Regions from separate parts of the Mus musculus genome. Here region 2 is linked to region 1. A link is a contact called in public HiChIP or PLAC-seq data. All regions are on one chromosome and are shown on one strand. Each heading gives the region's core, a stretch centred on a gene start, on an enhancer-like site or on the middle of the called end of the contact. The rest is flanking DNA. Distances are from core to core; before and after follow the strand shown.

The links. HiChIP or PLAC-seq counts read pairs in DNA pulled down with a chosen protein or histone mark.
Region 2: a contact with region 1 is called in an H3K27ac HiChIP or PLAC-seq map of thymic regulatory T cells, with 5 times the contacts expected there. The contact joins the promoter of 2610206C17Rik here to the enhancer-like site in region 1. A contact is called at or near these places in 4 of 39 promoter capture datasets (cranial neural crest, liver, maxillary cranial neural crest and 1 more), 3 of 484 Hi-C or Micro-C datasets (B cells, CD4 T cells and pre-B cells) and 2 of 115 datasets of contacts at active chromatin or transcription factors (regulatory T cell precursor and thymic regulatory T cells).

What each region holds. Positions count from the first base shown.
Region 1 is chr7:83,654,398-83,662,240 of GRCm38.p6, reverse strand. Il16 (interleukin 16) reads left to right here. Exons shown (of 19, transcript NM_001360087.1): 12 at 956-1,443; 13 at 6,818-6,962. Among named protein-coding and RNA genes, the nearest start is that of Stard5, 26 kb to the right of the region's middle. Within about 2 kb of position 2,715, at least 149 of the 459 cell types and tissues checked have an H3K27ac peak or open chromatin away from gene starts, as enhancers often do. A contact at or near this core is called in B cells and liver, where this site is marked.
Region 2 is chr7:84,685,503-84,693,345 of GRCm38.p6, reverse strand. It overlaps 2610206C17Rik (RIKEN cDNA 2610206C17 gene), which reads right to left and starts at 3,706. Exons shown (of 5, transcript NR_038175.1): 1 at 3,532-3,706. Zfand6 (zinc finger, AN1-type domain 6) reads left to right here and starts at 3,389. Exons shown (of 7, transcript NM_001360578.1): 1 at 3,389-3,600.

The DNA.
Region 1 (7,843 bases), core at 1,466-3,965:
ACCAAGATAGAGCAAAAGCTTTTCCTTTAAAGTGTGTTTGGACTGGAGTCTCACTCACTTTGATGTTTTCTCATAAGGGTCCCTTTAGCTCTCCTGGTTCTACTGAATGAATCCATAAGTCACTAGGTCTCTGTGGCTCCCATTGCCTTGAGTTGCAGCTTCAAGAAAGGGGTACCTGTGACCATTTGTCACTAGGAAGAACTAGAAAGCATCTTAGAGATGTGCCAATGCCACTGTTCAGGAAACCATGGGTGTGGAGTAAGAAAGGAAGGGAGGCAGGCGGGCTGCATCTGCCCCTCTTTTGTTGGAAGATGGTACCCCTTCAGGTGTAAGGTTCAAAGCACCTCCAAATGTTTTCTTTCTTTGCTCTTGAACTTCAAAGAGAGCTTAGCAGGTAGAACTGCAGCTCCTTTCACACAAGCAGAAGTGGAGTGTTAGGCTCATCCCAGATAGCGCGTAGCACATAAGATATAATTTAGATTTCCTTGGGATCTGCTCCTATAGAGGGAGTTTAATAGAGGAGTAGAGTTTGGTGGAACTGAGATCAGACAGTGCTGGGGCTCTGCAGCTAGCATGATCTACTCAAGTCAGAATGAGTTGGCAGGAATGGGTAGATCTGTATAAACTGCCCTCACCTCCACCAGACCCTGAAACTAAAATCCCTCCCACATTGGCATGGTAGCTCACCAGTCTTCCCACAATTGGGGCACTGAGCTCTTGCATGAATAGTAATGCTGTGTGGTATGAGTGGTGTGTCCCTGTGGCTGTCACATGCAGGCTCAGAAAGGTTGAATGATGCTCTTAACTCAACGTTAGAAAACTCATCGGAGTCTGAACCCAAGGCTACCCAGGCTACGAGTCTTCTACTAGAGCAGTTGGATGCACAGGGTGCTGCCTGTGGTCCACCTGGTCTTTTGAGGCTCAGTTTGAATGTTTCCTTGTGCTTACCATGCAGGTGTCAAAAGGCTGGAGAGCAGCTGGCATGGGCGGCCTACCTTGGAGAAAGAACGTGAGAAGCACTCAGCGCCCCCACATCGAAGGGCCCAGAAGATCATGGTCCGATCCAGCAGTGACAGCAGCTACATGTCTGGGTCACCAGGGGGAAGTCCCTGCAGTGCAGGTGCGGAGCCACAGCCTTCTGAGAGGGAAGGCAGCACACACAGTCCCAGCCTGTCCCCAGGGGAGGAGCAAGAGCCGTGCCCAGGGGTCCCATCCAGGCCTCAGCAGGAGAGCCCACCCCTTCCTGAGAGCTTGGAAAGAGAGAGCCACCCACCACTGAGACTGAAGAAATCTTTTGAGATTTTGGTGAGAAAGCCGACATCCTCCAAACCCAAGCCTCCACCCAGAAAATACTTTAAAAATGACAGCGAGCCTCAGAAGAAACTGGAGGAGAAAGAGAAGGTCACAGACCCTTCTGGGCACACCTTGCCCACCTGCAGCCAGGTAGGAGGGTGTGCTCAGTGGGACGTGTGTCCCCTGCAACATGCAAAGCTGCTGCCCTTGAGCATTAGAAATGTCTGCAGGCTTCCTGTACTCTGGCATAGAGAAGCACTCTCTTTAAGCTCACTGTGCAGAGACATATGAAGCTTCGCAGAACCAAACCGGAAGTTCCGGGCCTGCCAACTGTTGGCAGTAACACTCGCGGGTCACATGGCTCACGCGCTGGTGTATCAGCAGCAGGGTTACTTTGTGGTGGGGAGGCTGAGTCCAGGAATCTGAGATGCTCTGCTAACCACAAGTAGTCACCCCAATAGCTAAAGCAGAGGGAGAATGATTGCTTGTGGGAGTACAAGATGTTCGCGAGAAATTAACTTTGCCTTCTGGAGGTGGGGAGACTCGGAAACCATCCTCTCTAAGTCTAGGTGTCCTTAGCTGCTACTTTGGGCTTTTTGAGTGGCTCCCTCTACAGGCTGTTGTGAGACTTAGATCTTCCCTTCCGTATATTGAAGACTCCAGCACCATAACTTCTCTTGGAGCTTCTTCCTCTAGCTTTACACCCAAAGGATGGTAGGTAGACAGGAAGGCAGCTGCTGAAACTTGAGCCCTTTCAACAAAGGACACTGTTTTAGGGTTTCTATTACTGTGAAGAGCCACCAAGACCATGGCAACTCTTATAAAGGACGTTTAATTGGACTTACAATTTCAGAGGTTTAATCTATTACTGTCATTGTGGAAAACATGACATCAGGTAGGCAGACATGGTTCTGGAGGGGCTTTGTTTTACATCTTGATCTACAGGCAGAAGGAGACTGCCACACTGGGCATAGCTTGAGCATATAAGACCTCAAAGCCCGCCTCCACAGTGACATACTTCCTCCAACAAAGCCACAACTACTCTAACAAAGCCACACTCCCTACTAGTGCCAGTGCCTATTGGCCAAGCACTTAAACACACAACTCTATGAGGGCTGTCCCTACTCAAACCACCATAGGCATTATGCTAGATATGTTCACGCACGTTGTTTTAGTTCATCCTTCCCCGGGTCTGAGGGTGAGATTCCCAGTTTCACAGAAGAAGAACTTACTTAAGTTTGTGTTGCTGAGGCGTGCAGTGAAGGCTGCTAGGGGTGAAGTAAGGCCTCTGGAAATCCCCTAGAAGAAAGCAGGAGATTTGTCAAACTGCCCATTGACAAGCTTCAGTGAGGTGGATGGGGAAGGAAATTCTTGAGTTCCTTGGTGAAGACACAGTGAAGGAGGAGCTGTGTTACCAAACAGGAAGTACAGACTTTCAGGCAGCTGAACGTGCCGGGCTGACTAGCAACCAGAGAGGGCGGGGTATCCTGTGAATGTGTTTCCCTGACTCCCCCTTCAGCAAACACTTCATTTGGATCTGAGGCAGAATCTAGAAGGCAAACCAGAAGGAAATGTTGAAAGGGTAGACATTTTGCTTTCCTCCTGCAGACCCAGGAAAGGAGAACAGGTGCCTTGATGAATCTCTTTGGCTTCCTGATTGGGTGGGGCCACATGTCGGGCAAGGAGCATTGCCAAGTAAGACAGCCAGGGGAGGAAGCAGGTGTTCTGTAGGGAAGGCCAGGCAAGGAGCCAAGGTATTTAAGACAGCACACAGACAAATATAAACACATGTATGTGCGAGCATGTGCACTCTCTCTCTCTCTCTCTCTCTCTCTCTCTCTCTCTCTCTCTCTCTCTCTCTCTCTCTCTATCTCTCTCTCTGATTTCTCTGTTCAGCATCCCACATCTTGAGCAATCTGCCCTGCCTTTGGCTTCCTTCCCTGTTCACACCAGCAATATGGTCCACACTAACACAAAGGCCGTTCTGTGGCTGCTCTTTTGTCCTCTCTGCATCATCCCACATGGCCAGTAGACCCTTCTGTAACTTATTCACTCAACCAACAGAGCATTGTTGTGCTGGCAGAGAGATCACAAAGACAGGCTTCTAGTCTGACAGAAAACAGGAAGCAGTTGACCTTCTACACCATTCTTAACAGCCTTGGCCACTCCCAGACCTTTCTCAATGGATCTTATTGCCTGTGATTCCATTTTCAACCCTTCTTCTCTCTCCCTTTTCTCCCTCTTCCCTTCTTTTTTCCTACCTTCTTCTCTTGTTTCTGTCTGTAGTCTTTTCTCTCTAGGGTCCTAAGACCCTTCTCAAGCAGATATGTACGACAGGTTACATTTAATGTAACTGAAGGTAACCCAATTTCCTGTACCCAAATGACCTTCAAGATACTTCCCATGAACCTGGAGAGATGACTCAGGATCACTGGCTGCTCTTCTAAAAGATCCAAGCTCCATTCCCGCACTTACACGGAGGCTAGTAATCACCGGTAACTCCAGTTCCTGTGGATCTGATGCCCAATCCGGCCTCTGTGGGAGCTCTGTGGGCACCCACACTGTCTTAAAATACCACTCACATTTAAGAAAATGATTTTGTATTCTCTGATTAGTCCCCATCTCTCATCCTCTTGCCTTACCTCCTCCCTCTCCCCTCATTCACCAAGTGCTGAGCCAGGGAACATTTGCCTGAATAAATTTTGTGTAGAAATCAAATTAAGTTTGGGATTAATTTAAAAGACCTTTTCCAAAGATAATGCAACGTAAGAGGTGTTGATTAAAAGGTAAAATGTGGGTTCTGAGAAGACAACTAATCAATAAAGGAGCTCCAGAGAACCATAAGGTCCTGGCCCAGTCCAAGAACCCACATCAAAAACAACATCACAAGACCAACATGGAAAGGCAGAGGCAGGCAAATCCCTGGGGCTGGTAGCCAGCCAGCTTTGCCTATTTGGGGCACTCTGAACCAGCGAGTGACCATCTCAAAACACAGGTATGTAGTTTCTGAGGAACAACACCTGAAGTCCCTTTGGCCTCTACACCCATATACTCACAGGAACAAGGACACATACATACAAGTACACATGAGGAAGAAAAAGGAGAGAAAAAGGAAGAGAAGAGAAGAGGAGAGGAGAGGAGAAGAGAAGAGAAGAGAAGAGAAGAGAAGAGAAGAGAAGAGAAGAAAGGGATAGCCACAAAATGGAATATTTCTCTGCTCTAAAGAAAAGTTAAATAAAAAAAATCAGAAAAAAAGTTTTTTCAGGAAAACAGATGACATAGAATGTATACTATTAACCCAAGCCATAGAGTCTCAGAAGTAAAGCACATGTTTATATGAGAGCATGTTGGATTTAGCCAATACTATATATACACATGTAAACAAATGTGTTGATATATCACACAAAGACAGAAAGAGGAAAGCTGAGTATAAGGGACAAGGAAGGATTGGATGCAGGTGGTGAGAACAAGTTGGAAAGGGGATGGAAAGTTGTAGTGATCATGTGATCGTGGATTTTTCTGCTTTGAGTGGCAAATAAGTACATACATTATATCTGACCCTGGAAATGTAAAATTTAATATGAAGCTTCACGGCTTTCATTTCAAAGCCCAATTCGAATTGTATATAAGTTGTATAGCCTTTGAGTCTGGTTAATTCTAGAGTGTGATTTTTTTTTTATTTCTTTGTAAGTTTTTTAAAATAAAAAACAAAACAAAGCAAAGTTCATTTAAAAAAAGAAAAGTGAGACAGACACACAGATATTGCTTTAGTTACTTTTCTATTATTGTAAAGAGACACCACAATCAAGGCAGCTTATAGAGAACAAAGAGCTTATTAGGCTTACAATTACAAAGGGTCAGAGTCCATGACCATAATGGCGAGGAGAATGTCAGTAGGCAGGCCTGGTGCTGGAACAGTAGCTGAGAGCTTACATGTTGAGACAACAATGCAGTAGAGGAGGGTGGATTGGAATGGTGTGGGCTTTTTAAACCTCAAAGCCCACCTCCAGTGATATACTTCCTCTAACAAGGCCACACCTCCTAATCCTTCCTAAACAACTGCACCAACTGGGGAACAAGAATTCAAATATATGAGCCTTGGAGGCCATTCTCAATCAAACCACCACAGACATACACTAAGGTCTTTTCTAAGATGGTTTGATGGCATTGGATATGCTTCTCTGTAAAATCATCCAACAATCTGTAGATATGGATGGCAGTCACCTCACAGAGGTGACTCCCGAATGCGCAGGACTTGAGAGCCACCCCAGCACAGTAAAATATTTCTCTTCCACACATGAATACATCAGAAGCATCACCTGAATGGGGCCCTGGCTTTGCCTTTTCTTCTAGAGGACACTATGCTTGCTGTCATGCATGGTTGCCTAGGGAAGTCTCAGCTTTGCTCTAGAACCAGATGCCAAGCATTTCTCTAGCAAGTCTTCTGTGCTACTGAGGTTCAATTTGCCCTCTGCTGACTCTGGACCTCTTGGTCCTGAAGCTCACTCTGGCTTTGTGGTAACTCTACCTAAATAGTAGGTGGATACTTGGTATCTGATCCAGCTCCTCATAGGGCTGTTTTAAGGAGAATTTCGAGACAGCAGCCCTCCTCATAGAGAAAGAAACTTCAATAAGTGTATGGTGTCACCCTAGGTGCTGCAGAGGGAAGCCCGAAGTTGGGTGCTGACTTGGCACTAAGCTTGAGAATCTCAGAGTGGAGCTCAGTTGGTAGAATGGTTTTTTTCTAGTAGAACAGAAGCCTGGATTTGACTTCCAACACTATATAAAACAATATGGTGGCACATGGCTTGAATCCATGCCCCTGGGATATTCTTAACTACACAGATAGCTTGAAGCTAATTTCGGATACCTAAGACCTTGCCTCAAACAAAATCAAAATTGGGGCTGGCAGGAAGGCTCAGTGGGTAATAGAGCTGTTGCTAAGCTTGATGATCTGAGGTCAGTCCTCATGTGGTGGAGGGAAAGGAGTGATTCCTACACATTGTCCTCTGATACTTAGGTTTGTGCTGTAAATACAATAACTAAACAAATGAAGAATGCTATTTAAAGAACTTAAAACCAGTGAGGTACGCAATGGATGTGCTTTTCTTCTGAGTGGGCTTAGGTCTTAACTTAGGCAACATTAGAAGACAGTTCCCTTGGCCCCTGTGTGTACCTCCTGGGGTCAGATAGTTTCCCCACATGCCATTTTAAGCAAAGTTGTGCTGGCACATTTGTTATCCCCAGCTCTTGTGCCCATCACAGACAGCCGGTAACTTTCCGTGTCTATGATGCATGGTGCACAACAGGTCATTGGAAGCCAAGGGAAACCTGGAACATCTAAGAGGGACTAGCTGTACAGCAACATCCCAGGAGGGAAGAGACCCCTTTCTCATGACTGCTGGGAATTTCCCGCTAAAGGTGTCTCAATACTCACTTTCAAGTCCTAATCAAAGAGTGCCTTGCCTTCTCACAGCTGTAGACTACCGTTTTGACACAGTCTGGCTTCCTGTTTACACCACAGGAAACCAGAGAGCTGCTGCCACTGTTGCTACAGGAAGACACTGCAGGGAGAGCCCCCTGCACCGCTGCCTGCTGCCCAGGACCTGCAGCCAGCACGCAGACTTCATCCTCCACAGAAGGAGAGTCAAGGAGGAGTGCCAGCCCAGGTGAGCCTCCGTAAGGATCTTCCAGAAAGAAAATCTTTCTGGAGAAAGTTCTATGGATCAAGTAGGTGCTAGAGTTTGGTCTGAGGTCAGTGTTTTGCATGGACACAGTGGACACAGCCTGTGACTGGGGTTGGTGGACAGTGAGGTGTCCTGGGTGCAGGGGCAAGAGGATAGTGGAAGTGTTCATTAGAGTGATAGATGTGCTTCCTGGTTGAAGCAGTGATTCTGGGGTGGTGGTGGTGGTGCTGGTGGTGGGAATGCAAGCAATTCCTGAGGGTCTACATGGACAGATGCCCAAAAGTTTCAATAGTCCAGCTACCTTGAGCAACTGCTTTAAATGGGTGTCAGTAAGACAACACACTTCATGCACTATGCTCAAATCTGAGAGTGCAGCATGGGAAAAGCCGGAGCAGTGGTCACCATGGCGAGGAGGTGGATAGCAAGGGTAGTTCCAAGTGGTACTTCAGTAAATACAACATGGTATCTTGGTTATTTAGCAGCTTACTAGAAAGAACAGAGGATCCCGGGTTCACCCATCGTTAATTGTGATTCTGGGCAATCAGCTTTGCCTTTGTCAGCTCATTCACTAGTGAGCAAATATTTAAGACCACATAGAATCCTAATATGTGATTTACTGCTGCTAGCACATGGTGAATGTTAGGTAGGTGAGGCTGTGCTTGCTGCCAGGGATGAAGGAGGAAGGAGTGCCACAGACCCGTTCCTGACCTAAGGAGCTCCCAGTGTCGCAAAAGAGTAAATAGGGAGGCTACTAACCATATTCCCCATGCATGGTAAGGCCTCTGGAGAGTTAAGGGCACTATGAATGAATGATCTAGACTTCTCACCCAGAGAGGTGCCCCACCAAGGGAGACTCCACCTGA
Region 2 (7,843 bases), core at 2,457-4,956, 1.0 Mb before region 1:
GAACTCCTCAGAGTTCATCTCTCTGCGTGATCCTGTGATCCTGAGATCCTGAGTGTGTCAGAGCTTCTGGGAGTCAAGGGCCTCTGGGACCCTGTAATCCTGGTGTGACCAAGCTCCTGGGATCCTGAGATCTTGGAATCCTATGGTGCTGAGCATGTTAGACTGCCTGGGAGTGGAGCTTCTTCTGGGTGTTGAGGGACTGGCTGTAGAGTTGGCACCCAAGGTCTATTCAGGGCACAGGCTCAGACTGGAAGGAACCTGTGCCAGTGGTCGGGGGAGTTCCTGGGTGCCTAGATCATGCTGGGCACATTTACTTTCAGTGTTGGGCCAGATGTTGTGTCTTCCTCACCTCTGATCCTCTCTTACTTGGCTTTTAAATCACTAGTTCTTTCACATTTCTGTTAACCCTTTGTGTTTGCCTTCTTTCTGCTCTTGTCTGTGAACTCTCAAACCCATGCCTAGGGCTCATCCCTTGCTTTTCTTCACAGTCATTTTTCCATATCACTTTCATAGTTTAGCTACTATGTTCTAATGACTTAGGGATTTGACTCGTCTGTGAACCCTAGTGTCAAATATCCAACTACAACACTTACCTTTCTATTTGGATGTGTGGCAATGCCCAATGCAATGTCTACAAAAAAGAAAACCTCTGTCTTGGTCTACCTCTGAGTTGCACAAGCCAAAACCCAGTTTCACCCGATTGATCTCTCTTTCATTCCACATAGAGTGAAAATGTACCATCCTATCAGGAAACACAGTTGGCTCTACCATTAAAATGTGTCCCAAATTTGATCTCTTCCTGTGGCCACCCTTGTTGCCACCTGGGTGCAAGGCACCATTATCACTTACATGGAGTCACACAGAACCTTCCATATGGGGTCTTGCTGCTAACACTGGTGTTCTTGAGACTACTTTCAACATAGAATTATCCTTTAAAATTTATGGTGTTTCATGTTTTCTGTTTAAAACCCTGTGCTGGTCCATTTAATTTATAGTAAGAGTTTTATATTACCTCACAGGTCCACCTGATTCACAACTTCATCTTCCCAGGTCACAGGATCCACTAACTTAAGCCTTTTCTATGTTTCTGGCTTGAGAATGGTCCTTATTAATCCCTCACACTGGAATCTCCACCAAGATACTCTAACCACTTATTTTATTTAAACCTACTCTTCCCCATGGGGCCTATCCTGACTACTGTCCCTGGTCCAACAGCCTTCAAGCATCTGTTTATATAGTTACCTTCTCCATCTAGGTCACATATCACCTTATAATTCACAGCATACAGATGTTTGCTATTAGGTTTATTTGCATGCCCTCCATTAGAATTACCTCTCTAGAGGTGGAAAAATCTTTTCATCACTCACTAAACTTAGGACATAGAAAGATTAGAGATGGCTCAATGTAGTAAGTCAAAAAGTGCCTGAGCAACAATTTAAACCCTAGACGAAATTCTACATTCTTCTCATATAATTTTCCTTCCCAACGGCCAGAAACTAGTGAACCCTAAAAGAATTCCAGGCTGGAAAATGATTCCTGACACTTGCAGCATCTTTTAGCTGTCAGGATCCATCCACCCTTCCTTTTCCTTCCCTCCTCATGTCTAAGAAGTTCTTATATGTTACTAAATAAAATAACTACTCGCTTTGACCTTTTAGGCCTGCCATAATTGAACCTCAAACCGTTCCCAGTCTATCTATAGCCTTGTCTCCCCTATTACAGATCATCTTCTTGGGCAAAATCCTCTCGATGTTTTAGCCCATGTTTCTAAGTGTGTGTGTGTGTGTGTGTGTGTGTTGTTGTTGTTGTTGTTGTTGTTGTTTTGGTTTTGGTTTTGTACATAGCCTTGCCTGTCTGGAAACTCACTATGTAGATCAGATGGGCCTTGAACTCACAGAGATCAACCTGCCTCTGCCTCCCTAGTATTGAGTTTAAAGGTGTGAGTCTCCACACCTGGCTTTAAAGATTTATTTTCAAGTGTATGAGTGTTTTGACAGTTGTGAGCCACCACGCAGATGCTGGGAACCCAACCTAAGACCACTACAAGAGCAGTAAGTGCTCTTAACTGCTGAATCATTACTCCAACCTTAAATATAAATTTTGAATGGGTTGAATGTGCCTCAAAAACACCCTTAGGCCCTGGGTAGGGACCTTCTGTTCTGCTCTGGTTTCGAACAGCAGGCTTAGCTTTATTTTATTTGGCCCTGGGTTTCACTACTTAGCTCTGGTCACCCTGGAACTTGCTATATCCACCAGGCTGACCTAGTACTCACAGAGGTATATTTTTCTTTGCCTCTCCATGCTGAAAGTATAAAGGCCTGGGCCACGGTGGCTGGCCAGGCTTAGCTTTGGTGATTTATTTTAGAATATCCTGCCCCAGAAACTTGTCTGTCACCTCACAAGAGCATTGTGTGTTTCTCCCAAGCCCTCTTCAGGAACACTTCCTTTCGTTTTCCATGAAGTCATAAGAATTTTTCAAATGCCACCTTTTCTTCAAAGAATTCTACCTGACCTCCACCATGTCCTCTATTCTGTCTCCTCCTTATTCTACAGGATTACAGAAAGCAGCCCAAACCACACATGGTTAGCCGTATCTCAACCTTGTGACCATGAGCCCCTATTACTGTAAAAATAGGGCAGAAATTTCAGGGAAATAGGTAAAGAGAGCACAGTGACAAAGATAAACATTGTAAAACACCAAAAGGCACAACCCCAAGACTAACAAAATAACATAATTTCAAATAAAGACAGGACTCTAGGCAATCCTGTTTGGGCTGGGGAAATCTCAGGAGAGCTGTCCCCCACTTCTCCCGCACAACCTGTGCAGGGCTGCTGGACTAGAATCTACCGCTTCCGCGAGAAGGTCCAGGGGGCTTCCCGAGTCCAGGCGTGTAGGTGTGTATTACACAAGCGAGCACACACGCCTCAGGTCTCGCTCTCTGTAAATCGTGGTTCAGGACAGGGCAGAGTTCAGACCTGGCACTTTGGGCTGGCCCTCCTGGTCTTCTAGGGGCCTGGGCAACAGAATCTCAATCTATGTCGTCTCTCAAACTACGCAGGTGGAACACCAGCTCTAGACAAGGGTAGTCTATCCCTGGGAGGATGCAGAGCCCGGAGCTACGTCATCAGACACCCCATCCCCTCGCCGTCCCCCAAGTCTGCACCAGAGCCCTCTTGCTCCTGAGGCAACATCAAAAAGCTAACCTAGCCCGCTGACCTGGCCGAGGCAGGGGCGTGGCCGAGAGAAAAGCAGCGCCTCTGTGCCACGCCCCTCAAATGCCTTGACCAATAATAGCACTCTCCGAGATCCGGCCCCGCCCCCACGCCGCCTCCGGCCCGCGGCCCCGCCCGGGCCGGTCATAATTAGGCAGCGGGCTGGGACTGCCGCGTCAGCGCGCGTTGAGAGCCAATCGCGGGCGCTCCCTTGAGGCCGCGTCACAGGCCGAGCAGCCAAACAGAAAAGTTTAATAAACAGCGGACGGAGGGCCGGCGGCGGCGGGCCGGGAGCGAGTGGGGGTTTGGCGGCCTCACCTGTCCTCACTCTCAGCGGCGGCGAGAGGCGGCGGCGGCAGCGCGTCCGGCGGAGAGGGCCGCCGCCAGGTGAGGAGTGCGGGCAGCGGTGGGCGCAGCCTCCGGGCGGCCTGGGAGCCGGAAGCGGCGGGCGGCGCAGCAGGTGGCCTCGCAGTGGCGAGCGGAGGGCGCGGTCCCGGTGGGGCGCGGTCCCGGGCTCCCCGGGCGCGCGCTGAGCTCGGGGTCGGGGTGGGCGCGCCTGGGGCCAGTCCGGAGCAGCTGCCGCACGCCGGGCAGCGTCCTCACGTCCCTTTGGTAGGCTGAGGCTAGAGAAGGCTCAGAGGGAGTCTCCGGGATTCCAAGCTCTCTGCTCCTCTGAGAGCGTTTTCAAGTTTCTCACTGTTGGATGCGTAAACAAGCTACACGGAGTGTGGCGTCTGAAGTCAATCTAACTCTATCAGAACTCAGTGATTTGCCATCATCATCCAGAATTGTCAGGCGTTTGTGGGAACTGGGGCCTTGGGGTCACCTCCAAGCCGTGCATGCTAACTAGCTTGGTAGTCAGCACCTAGTGGTTCCGAAAACCGAAATTAAACGTCACTTTCAAACTATATTCGAAATTTATCCTTTTCCTAATTAAAATGCCACGTAGGCTTTTGAGATTATTTATGAAGTATTTTATGGCAATTGCTGTTTTATGTATTATTTCCAGGCCTGCGGGGACAATTTTTTGGTAAACCATGAACATTTAAATGGAGAAAAGACATTGTCTTAATTTTTCCTTTTTCCTTTTTTTTTTTTTTTTTTTAACATTTAAAAAACACGTAAGCCGGGCGTGGTGGCGCACGCCTTTAATCCCAGCACTTGGGAGGCAGAGGCAGGCGGATTCCAGCCTGTTCTACACAGTGAGTTCCAGGACAGCCAGGGCTACACAGAGAAACCCTGTCTCGGGGTGGGGGTGGGGTGGGGCGGGGAGACAAACATGTAAGAGGGGTAATAGGCACAGATAGGAAAATTTCAGGCTTGATTGCTGTTTTGACTGCAGCCATACTTTCCTGTGTTAATGTCAAAACTCACAATATGAGTTATATCACAAAGTTTTTAAAGTAATGGTCAGTCCTGGGAGAATACACAACACAATGTACTATAAAGAGAGAAAACATAAACTTTCAGACTCCTCACTCCAGAGCCAGAACTAGAACATTACTCAAACTTGTATGTGTTCACGAGTTTCTTATCTGGCCTAACCCAGTTTACTGTTTCTTACTGAGGTAAATAAACATTCTAGACTCGGTGGATTTGCTCATTCTCTAGCCTTTTAAAAATTAGTTTTGTCACACACTAATCTCTTCAAACAGTGTCACTTTAGGTTCCTTGCCCTTTGAACTTTGGACAGATAGTGTATGGTTGTGGTTCATCCATTTCATTGTTTCTTAATGCTGTGTTCCTCCCTTCACCCCAGTGTTTCGATGGTGTTTCTTGTTTTGCTTCTAACAAGTGTACTCTGGGAACTTTTCTTCTTGCAGCTGTTGTTGCCCAAGTTGCCTGTCGAAAAGTAAATACTGTAGATCGTGGTAGAAAGTTGTAGGCAATCAGTAATAAAATAGAGATGAAAACGTTACGATTCTGCTTCCTTCCTTTAATCAGGAAGACTCACTGTTCTTGTGACTGGTTCCTAGTTGCTATGTTTGCATGAGGAACTAAGATTTCTGTTAATCTCTACACCGAATCCCTTCAAACCGGCTGTGGAAAGTTTGGCACCCTTTGGTACTTCTCAGGGCAAAACCAGCAAGTGGGAGAAAACTCCATGTTTTGTGAAGCCACCCTGTCTGTTCTCCACCACTCCTCCCCTCCCTGCAGTCTCTGGCAGGTTATTGAGGAGTCTTCTTTGCCTTAAAACCGTCCGTCTTGCAAAAGAAACTTGGAGTAAGCTTTGTCTGCCTAGTTGGCACAGGCTTTGTTGGAGGGAGAGTGTCAGAGAGCAGATCCTTTAAGGGAAACATTAGGACCCACGTGACCCTCCGCCACTTTTGAGAAGACTATGTGAGTGTACTAAGTTTTTCAAGACTTGTCAACCACACATTGAAGTATTTTTTAGGTTTAAGAATGTCCTAGGGTTTGCTCTAGACAAATGTCTTTAATTTTTTAATTTTGCTCCTTTGTGTGTGTGTGTGTGTGTGTGTGTGTGTGTGTGTGCGCGCATGTGTGTGTATGCTTTGAATAACTTGTTGAAGGCATGAGAGAGGAGCTTTTTAATTTTTTTAGATAGGGTCTCACTATAAAGCCTAGAACTCTCTATATAGACTAGGCTGGCCTGGAACTCATAGAGATTCCCCCAGTCAACTGTCTCCAGTGATAGGATTAAAGGCGTGTGCCACCACATCTGGCTAGGGGGCATTTTTTTGATGTTTGTAGCTTGCAGATGTTTTGTTTTTATAGTGTAGTTGCTTCTGCTTTTAAAACTTAGTTCTATATTTTACTACAAATCACACTGACAGAGAGTTTGGGGATTTCTCCCACATTTTGAAGATGTGTAGGAACACAAGTACTTCCACAGATAAGCATTGTTAATTAACATTTTGTCAAGCATACCTGTGGTCTTCCTGTGTATTTTGTATCTCCTAAGCTACTACATGTTTCTTTAGGATTCAGTCTTGGTACCGATGCTGAGTCAATGCACATGAACATTCATTTTAAAGTCTTTATAAGCATTTCAAATTTTTTCTTAAAATTTTTATCAAAGTGTGTAGGGTGTGTGTGTGTGTGTGTCTTGTTTATGCCACTGTAGTCCCAGCTACTCCAGAGACTGAGGCAGGATAGTGTGAGTCTAGGTGTTCTAAGGGTTCTAAATGTGGATAGGCTGGCTCCACTTTCAAAACTTACTCCAAATGTAATGTCCCCACTCCTTTGTTTTATAGAAGATGATAATCGTACTCATCTAATTGTTACCCTTCCTTCAGGTTTTGCTCCCTATAGTCTGTGCTGGTTGCTCTAGTGTCTAGAAGATGTTTGTGTGTGTGTGTGTGTGTGTGTGTGTGTGTGTGTTCTCTCTCTCTCTCTCTCTCTGGGTGTGTGGGTGTGTATGTATGTGATATGATGTAAAGTGAAGTGAAATGTGTGTATGTAGAGGTCAGAACAACTTTGTAGTTTCTTCTATGTTTACATGGGTTCTTGGGATCAAACTCAGGTCTCAGGCTTGCCCAGCAAGAACTTTTACCCACTTAAGCCATCTTGCCAGCCCTGAATGTGTTTATAGATATGATAGTCCTAGGCTCAAAGTCCTTCAGTGACTTTTCGATCCATGAGATAAAATTCAGACACAGTTTTACTGTGGTTTATATAACCTACACTGGTTGTGCCAATAGAAATGAATGCAAATTGCAAATCTGAGCCATGTTAATTTAAAATTTTCTCGTGGCCCTAGGACAAGAGAAAGGCAGTGAAATATATTTTGATTTAACCTAAGATGCAGTACTTTGAATATGCGGTGAATGTGAGAGATTATTTGTGGGCTATTTTGCACTTCTGGAGCTGATGTGTACCATCTACCTGCAGCGTGTCCTAGTTCAGATTGGCCATGATTCAGTGTTTATACTTGTAAGATCTTTTTTATTGTGCCTTTTATCTGTCTAGGATAGCAGTCTTTTACTCTGTATTGCAAATATTTTTTCTGGCTCTTCATTTCCCTTGTATTTGCTTATAGGCCTTCCTCCTTTCTCCTCTCTCCTAACCCCTGTTTACTTCATTGAATTTTTAAAATATCTTGGTTATTACTTTTACATTTTTATTTCATCTGAAAAGTAAGAGTGTGTGTGTGTGTGTGTGTGTGTTTGTGTGTGTACATGGAGTGAACACTGGTTTCTTGAGGGTGGGGAGGTGTCCAGAAATGAGTATTGAACCCCTGAGAGCTGGCATTACAGTCAAGTTGTATGATATGGCTGTTGAGATCTAAAATCAGGTCCTCTAAAAGAGCAGTATGCATTCCTAGCCACTGATCCATCTTCCAGCCCAGTACTTATATTAAAAAAAGTTAGTATTGCATGTATGTTGCGGATGATTGGTGCATGCATATGTGCATGGTATAAAACATTTATGGAGGTCAGAATATGACTTTGTGGATCTGGGGAATCAAACTCAGACAATCAGGCTTATATATGTAGTCAGTGCAACACTTACATTTTTATGACTTTACTCTGCTTTTATATTAAAGTAGTCTCATTCCCAGATAACTTTAAATTCTTTTCAAGTATTTATTTTTATTACAGTTTGGGGGGGAGGGTGTGCAGAATGTGCAGGTGTCATTGGAGGCCAGAGGCATGGCATTCTCATGGAG